Regions from separate parts of the Rattus norvegicus genome. Here region 2 is linked to region 1. Evidence: chromatin contacts called from public Hi-C data. All regions are on one chromosome and are shown on one strand. Each heading gives the region's core, a stretch centred on a gene start, on an enhancer-like site or on the middle of the called end of the contact. The rest is flanking DNA. Distances are from core to core; before and after follow the strand shown. Region 1 has its middle 58 kb from the start of Cyp2s1. Region 2 holds the start of Cyp2b1 (cytochrome P450, family 2, subfamily b, polypeptide 1).

Region 1 (3,950 bases), core at 1,145-3,644:
TTTGAAGGGGATGGGTTAGCCAAGCATTGGCATCCATCCCCCTCTGCTTCCTGACTTGGAATAACCAGTAGTCTCAAGCTCCTTCTGCCGTCTCTACCCTAGCTGTGCCCCTGAACTGTGAACCATGATAAACCAGTCCTTCTTTCAGTTGCTTGTATTGAGTAATTTTTTTACCCCAGCAACGAGACAAGTAACTGAAACACCTCCCAAATCTTAAGTGCCAATTTTTTCCCTGTTTTTTTTTGTTTTTTGTTGTTGTTGTTGTTGTTGTTTGTTTTTTGTTTTTTTGTTTTTTTTTTGAGGAAAGGTTCTCATGTAGCCCAGGCTTGGCTTGAACATGTAACCAAGAATGACTTTGAATACCTGATTCCCCTCCTTCTATACCTCAGGAGCTGTAATTACAGGCATAAGCCATAACACCAATTCTATGCAGTGTTTAGCCTCGAACCCAGGACCTCTTATATGCTATAAATACTCTACCGTGTCATCTACATCCATAACCCCAGGTTTTGCTTTGCTAGAGCCTTGCAACATTCCCCAGGACGTCTCTGTACTCCTGCACTCAAGCCATCCTCACGCCCCCATCTCCCAAGCAACTGGGAATGTAGGTGCTCTCTGCCGTGCACACAGCCCAGTAAGGATGCCCCAACCCACTTTGGGGAGTCTGAAGCAAAGTCTCACTATGTAGCTCTGGCTAACCTGGAACTCGTTGTGTAGACCAGGCTAATCTCAAATCTTTGGTGCTCCTCCTTCCTCTGCCTCCAAAATGCTGGGATTTCAAGGGTGAACCACAGCACACCTGACCCAATCTTTTCATATTCTTAACAACGGTCATACCGAAAATGGCCTTGCTGTGGCACCACGAGTCATCACTGCCTAGACATTTGCCAGGGCATTTTATAAACCAACTCCCATTCATGAGGAAATGCTAAGGCGTTTGTACAAGGTCACCAGCAAGCAGGGGTCAGAAGTGAAGCTGTGTTCCAAGTCCATACAGGAATGATAGACAGGACATCACCCTGCCTCTGACAGTCTCAGGAACTCTTGGGAACCATAGGAAGAGAAGGACCTCCCGACTGCAAGGCCCCTGTGCAAGCTGTGACTAACAGAAACACAGCGGCAATGCAGAGGAGAGAGCAGTCTTGGCTTGCAGCCTGCCTCTGTTGTCATTCCAGTCTGCTTTGCTTCCACAGCCTCTTTTGGCCGAAAGTGCCTAAGGGATTCCAAAACTCTGATAACAACTACCTCCTCCAGCCGATAACAACCACCTCTTCCAGCCGATCTGCTTCAGGAACAGGAGGCTGCAGCTGAGAGGCCCCACATTACCTCTCCCACCCATCCGCACTGTTCCACCGCACCCTCTCCTGTACTGCCTCTCCGGACCTTGTCCCTGTGTCCAACCACTGACACACAGGCCAATAACCCGCCCCCATTCATCCTCATACAGGAACCCTCATTTAATGCAGTGGGTCCCACATAAAACAAAAAGATAAGAAAGGTGGGCAGACTTGGGAGGAAGAAGGAATTCATTGGGACAGAGATAAAGCTAAGAAATAAAGAATATTATATTGTGCATGTAGATACATACATATGAAGCTCAAGTAGTGAAATAAATAACTTTTGCAACTTGATAGTGTTGTTTGGGGTGTGAACTTTGGTTTTGTTTTGTTTTGTTTTTGTTTTGTTTTTCGGAGCTGGGGACCGAACCCAGGGCCTTGCACTTCCTAGGCAAGCGCTCTACCACTGAGCTAAATCCCCAACCCCGGGGTGTGAACTTTGTACAGAACGGCATCATTTTGCAATGTCAAAGGGCTGGACTTGAGACTGGCAAAATGGCTCAGTGGATGCTCACTGCCAAGCCTGATGACCTGAATTTGATCCCCAAGACCAATAGAGTAAAAGAAGAGAACTGATTCCTACCAATTACCCTCTAACCTCAACACATACACGCCAATTAATAAATAAAATATAATTTTAAAATTGTATTCATTCTTTTTATTTTATGTGCATGAGTTTTTGGCTACATGTCTGAATGTGCACCACAAGAGTGTCTGGTGTCCTAGGGGACAGACAAGGTTACCAGATGATCCCTGGGAACTGCAACTAAGAGCAATTGTGAACTACCACATGGGTACTGAGAACCAAACCTGGACCCTCTAGAGCAGGGCTTCTCAACCTTCCCAATGCTGCAACCCTTTAACACAGTTCCTCATGTCATGGTGCCCCTCCCTCAACTGTAAAATTATTTCACTGCTACTTCTTAACTGTAATTTTGCTACTACTGTTATGAATCATACTGTAAATATGTGTGATTTAAATGGTCTTAGGGGATCGCTTTGAAAGGCTTCTCCATTTCAAATCCAGGACAAACAAGCAGACATGACCTCCATGTTCTCCTGTGAGGTCAGAATTGGACCTCTTCCAGGACCTCTTGAATGAGACTCACGAAGACAGTGATCGATGCAATAGCAAGAGGAGTTTAACTCCTACATGTCTGGGTCCTCCCACTTCAAGGAGAGATGACCCTGAGCAGACTCTGAGAGGGAGTTATATACCTTGCAAACCTGAATTCTGAGGCAGAATTCAACAACAGATAACTAGGTATTATTGATGGGATAAAGTGACCTCCAAGAAAGCATTTGACAAAATTCAACACCCCTTCATGATAAAAGTCCTGGAAAGAACAGGAATTCAAGGCCCATACCTAAACATAGTAAAAGCCATATACAGCAAACCAGTAGCTAACATTAAACTAAATGGAGAGAAACTTGAAGCAATCCCACTAAAATCGGGGACTAGGCAAGGCTGCCCACTGTCTCCCTACTTATTCAATATAGTTCTTGAAGTTCTAGCCAGAGCAATCAGACAACAAAAGGAGATCAAGGGATACAGATTGGAAAGGAAGAAGTCAAAATATCACTATTTGCAGATGGTATGATAGTATATTTAAGTGATCCCAAAAGTTCCACCAGAGAACTACTAAACCTGATAAACACCTTCAGCAAAGTGACTGGGAATAAATTAACTCAAATAAATCAGTAGCCTTCCTCTACACAAAAGAGAAACAAGCCGAGAAAGAAATAAGGGATACGACACCCTTCATAATAGTCCCAAATAATATAAAATACCTCGGTGTGACTTTAACCAAGCAAGTGAAAGATCAGTATAATAAGAACTTCAAGCCTCTGAAGAAAGAAATTGAAGATCTCAGAAGATGGAAAGATCTCCCATGCTCATGGATTGGCAGGATTAATATATTAAAAATGGCCATTTTACCAAAAGCAATCTACAGATTCAATGCAATCCCCATCAACATTCCAATCCAATTTTTCAGAGAGTTAGACAGAATGATTTGCAAATTCATCTAGATTAACAAAAAACCCAGGACAACTAAAACTATCCTCAACAATAAAAGGACTTCCAGGGGAATCACTATCCCTGAACTCAAGCAGTATTACAGAGCAATAGTGATAAAAAAAAAAAACTGTATGGTATTGGTACAGAGACAGGCAGATAGACCAGTGGAATAGAATTGAAGACCCAGAAATGAACCCACACACCTATGGTCACTTGATTTTTGACAAAGGAGCCAAAACCATCCAATGAAAAACAGATAGCATTATCAACAAATAGTGCTGGTTCAACTGGAGATCAGCATGTAGAAGAACGCAGATTGATCCATTCTTATCACCCTGTACAAAGTTTAGTTCAAGTGGATCAAGGACCTCCACATCAAACCAGATACACTCAAACTAATAGAAGAAAAAGTGGGGAAGCATCTCGAACACATGGGCACTGGAGAAAATTTCCTGAACAAAACACCAATGGCTTATGCTCTAAGATCAAGAATCGACAAATGGGATCTCATAAAACTGCAAAGCTTCTGTAAGGCAAAGGACACTGTGGTTAGGGCAAAATGGTAACCAACAGATTGGGAAAAGATCTTTACC
Region 2 (3,847 bases), core at 819-3,318, 140 kb before region 1:
GAGAGGAGCCTATCTAATTGTCATCTGAGAGACTCCACCCAGCAGTTGACTACAACAGGTGCAGAGACCTGCAGTCAAAAACTGGGTGGAGCCCTGAAGTCTTATAGAAAAGTTGGGGGAAGGATTGAGGGCCCCAAATGGAATAGAAACTCCACAGGAAGCAGACCAACACAGTGAACTAACCTGGACCCTTTGGAAGGGGGTGGTCTCAGAGACTGAACTAGAAACCAAAAAGCATACACAAGCTGGACCTAGGCCTAGCACATGCATAGCAGAGGTGCTGCTCAGTCTCCATATGGGTCCCAAACAACCAGATCGGGGGCTATCTCAAAAACTGCTGCCTGTCAATGGGATATGTTCTTCTAGCTGGGCTACCTTGTCTGGTCACAGAGGAAGAGGGTGTGTCTAGCCCCACCCAGACTTGATGTGTTAGGGTGGGGAGGATAACCAGGAAGCCTCCACCCCTTCAGAGGAGAAGGGGAAGGGATAAGGCACACCCAAATTAATTAATCAACAAATTTAGTAATTAATTAATTAATGGGAAGTTAACATGGGACTTTGAGTGTCCCCCGAGTAAGTTAATAATTAATTAATTAATTAATTAATTAATTAGAAAATATCACCTTCACTGCAGGGGAAAGATGCTGCATTGTGGATGCTACCACCACTCCCTGGAGGTCTGTGGGCTGTGGTGGCCCTGGCTGGGAGAGGGAGTCAATTACTTTTTGGGATAGTCACTCCTGAGTTCAAGTTATGACAAATAGTCCCCACCGGTGATCAGGAAGTTGCCAGCATCTCACCTTTCATTCACCAACCCTCCCACCTGAACCTAGAGCTCAGAAAACATCCATCCTTTGTCTTCATACTAAGCGATCTCCAAGAAATAAACTCCACATCAACCCACCCCTGAACAACCCTAACTAAACTCGGTGGGTAAAAACCAAAAGGGACATCAAGGTAGGAAGAGAATGTTGGCCAAATGAAGGGTTTCTGAGGCAGAGAGAGGGAAAGGAGGAAGGATCACAGATGTCAAGATCCAGTATATGTGTACATTAAATTGCCAGTGGATTTCTTAAAATAAATCAAATAGGATGTTGGCTCAACCTTTCTCACACATGGGATGCATGTGTTTAAAACACATGTGGCAGGGTGAAGTGACACACTTGTCATTTGGAGGCTAAGGCAGGAGAATCATGAGTTGGGAGCCAACCTTTAAAAAAAAACACACACAGAGACCCCGTGTCAAAAATAAATTAACATAACTGAATTTGCCATTGATGTTGGGGAGCAGGAATCTTTTAAAAGCTGGGGGTAACAAATACAAGGTTCAAGAGTATAATCTCCACAGCCACAGCGGCAGACAAAAGGGTAGATCGCTCAGATCTCAGGTAGGATCACGGATACTGATTATTAGTAAGTAGCAATTAAACATGAAACTCCATGTACGAAGCACCAACATAGAAGCTGGTAGGTAAATGCCAAGCCAGCTGCTGGAATAAACATTCCCACCCATCCCTCCTCCTGTCCTGCCTCTCTTTCCCTTTGTCCTGGAACACCTCTTGTTGGCAGAAGCAAACCTGAATGTTGATGCCTCTGCTATTTTTCTTTCTCTTCTGGAATGGACAAACCCCAAGGAGTGAAATTCTACCGCTTATACCTCAACACCTCTACACCGCTCGCCCTCTAAGTACAGTGCCCCCACACAATTCCAACATTGCAAGATTTGCCATCCACCACAATAAGCATCTTACCCTCCCCTTAGCAACCTTCTCACCTGAACCTACACCCTGGAAGGAGTCCCTTGCTCTTCCTGCTCAGTGACCTCCAAGAGGAAACAAGGGAACCTCCAAGAGGAGGGCCAGGCCCTGTGAATGTCTCACCTGCATGAAGGAATTGAGGAGGCCCCCTCTGTCCAACTGCAGGAGGTTCCCCAAGAGGGGAAGGGGACGAGGTCCTGGTGGGAAGTTGCCACGGGACTTTGGGTGTCCCCTGACTAAGAGTAACAAGAAGCCCACGAGGAGAGCAAGGAGGAGCAAGATACTGGGCTCCATGGTCCTGGTGTAACCACGGTAGACTTCAGTGCATGCTCTCCAGCAGGATCTTTTATGCTGAATCCGCCCCTCCACTCAGTTATGCAACTTCAGATGTTCACGCCTCCTGCTTTAGCTATTCACTCCTCATTCCCTTACCCACACCATAGATGTTGGCAAGGACACCACGAAACAGATACACAGGACAAAAGGGCACTGGGACTTAGGCCTCTTGTTTTATGGGGATGGGTGTGCACTTGTCAGCTCAGTTTTGTCAGCTCTGTTTACTTACTAGGGCATGGGATTGTGTGTGTGCGTGCACGCTATATGCTTTTTCTATGTGAAAGATCATTTCTGATATAAACGTACAGATGTATATTTCTTTGTCTGAGTCTAGATGCACTGGGTGGTCTATTCTTGCATGTCTAGGGTGTATTTACATGTATAATCTTAAATTATGGAGGCTTCTCTGTATGTTCTTTGTGTCCTGGGTACATGTGATTATGTTTGAGTTGACAAGAATAGTATCCCATGATCCTGTGCTTGTCTCCGTCTGTTGGTTCCCTGTCCCTGTCTTTGAAAAGTCTACAAATGCAATTTCTGCAGAGTCCCCATTTCACTCTCTGGCCCATGGTAGCCAGAGATGGGAGAATGCAGAGGAAAAGAAAGGAAAGGCAAGAGATTCAGGAGCAGGGAGGCTCAGGAGTCAAATGGAGAGAGAGGCTGAAACCTGGCAGAGAAGCAGTTGGGGCCCCTGGGTCTCTGGGTTAGCTAACTTTTGTGTCAACATGATACAAGCTAGAGTCATTTGAGAGGAGAGAACTTGAATTGAGAAAATGGATCCATAAGATCACACTACACGCAAGCCTGAAGAGCATTTTCTTAATTAGTGTTTGCATGAGGGAGGGCACCACCCACTGTGGGAAATTCCACCCCTGGACTTCTGTAAGAAAGTCTTGGGTTCTGTAAGAAATCAGGCTGAGCAAGCCCTAATGAGCAAGTCAGTGAGAAGCATCCCTCCATGGCCTCTGCATCAGCTCCTGCCTCCAAGGTCCTGCCTTGTCATCCTGCCCTGACTTCCTTGTTTGACAAACTGTAAAGTGCAAGCAAAATAAACCCTTTTCCCCAAGTTGCTTTCTGCTGTGAGGTTTTATCACAGAAATAGTGAACCTAACAAAGATAGTCTCTGAACACTGTGTCTAATGACAAATGGTTCCCTTCATCCTTCTGATTTGTTCATAGCACAGGAAGTTCTCTGACCTCCCATCTTGCTAAAAGGAATTGAACATTCTTCACCAGCCCACCACTACAGTGATAACATTAATCTATTCATAATGTGTTCTATTTGAATGTGAAATCTGTCTCAGAAGTTCATGTTTCAACACTTTGTACCCTAACTGATATTATTGGGGTGGGGGGGTGGCAGGACACTTAGAGGAAAAGCTTGCAAGAAAGAAGCAGATTGTTGATCAACCTAATGAGTCACAACTCCACTACATATAAACATATATCCTCTTCGTCCTCCTTCTTCCATCCGCCATATAGAGAAACAACCACAAGCTCCCACATCTAGACCAAAGCCCCAAATGTCATACCTCCCCTGCAATGAAACTAAGAAAAAATAAATCCTTCTTCTCAGTTGCTTTGTATCACAGGTTAGCTTTGAACTCCTGGTCCTTCTGCCTCTACCTCCCAAGTGTAAGAATTACAGGTTCGTGATACCATATTCAACTATCTGTTCTGGGTCTCCCTTTACAGCTCAGACTGGCCTTTAACTTGAGGTCAACTTGCCTCAACTTCTGAAGTAAATAGGTTCA

Evidence for each region. Hi-C and Micro-C count contacts between places; a contact is called where the count stands out from the background.
Region 2: a contact with region 1 is called in a Hi-C map of liver, with 2.8 times the contacts expected there. The contact joins the promoter of Cyp2b1 here to the enhancer-like site in region 1. A contact is called at or near these places in 3 of 12 Hi-C or Micro-C datasets (hepatocytes, kidney and liver).

The regions. Positions count from the first base shown.
Region 1 is chr1:90,508,600-90,512,549 of GRCr8, reverse strand. No RefSeq gene overlaps it. Among named protein-coding and RNA genes, the nearest start is that of Cyp2s1, 58 kb to the right of the region's middle. Within about 2 kb of position 2,394, at least 3 of the 93 cell types and tissues checked have an H3K27ac peak or open chromatin away from gene starts, as enhancers often do. A contact at or near this core is called in hepatocytes and liver, where this site is marked.
Region 2 is chr1:90,644,340-90,648,186 of GRCr8, reverse strand. Cyp2b1 (cytochrome P450, family 2, subfamily b, polypeptide 1) reads right to left here and starts at 2,068. Exons shown (of 9, transcript NM_001134844.1): 1 at 1,881-2,068. The coding sequence starts at 2,051.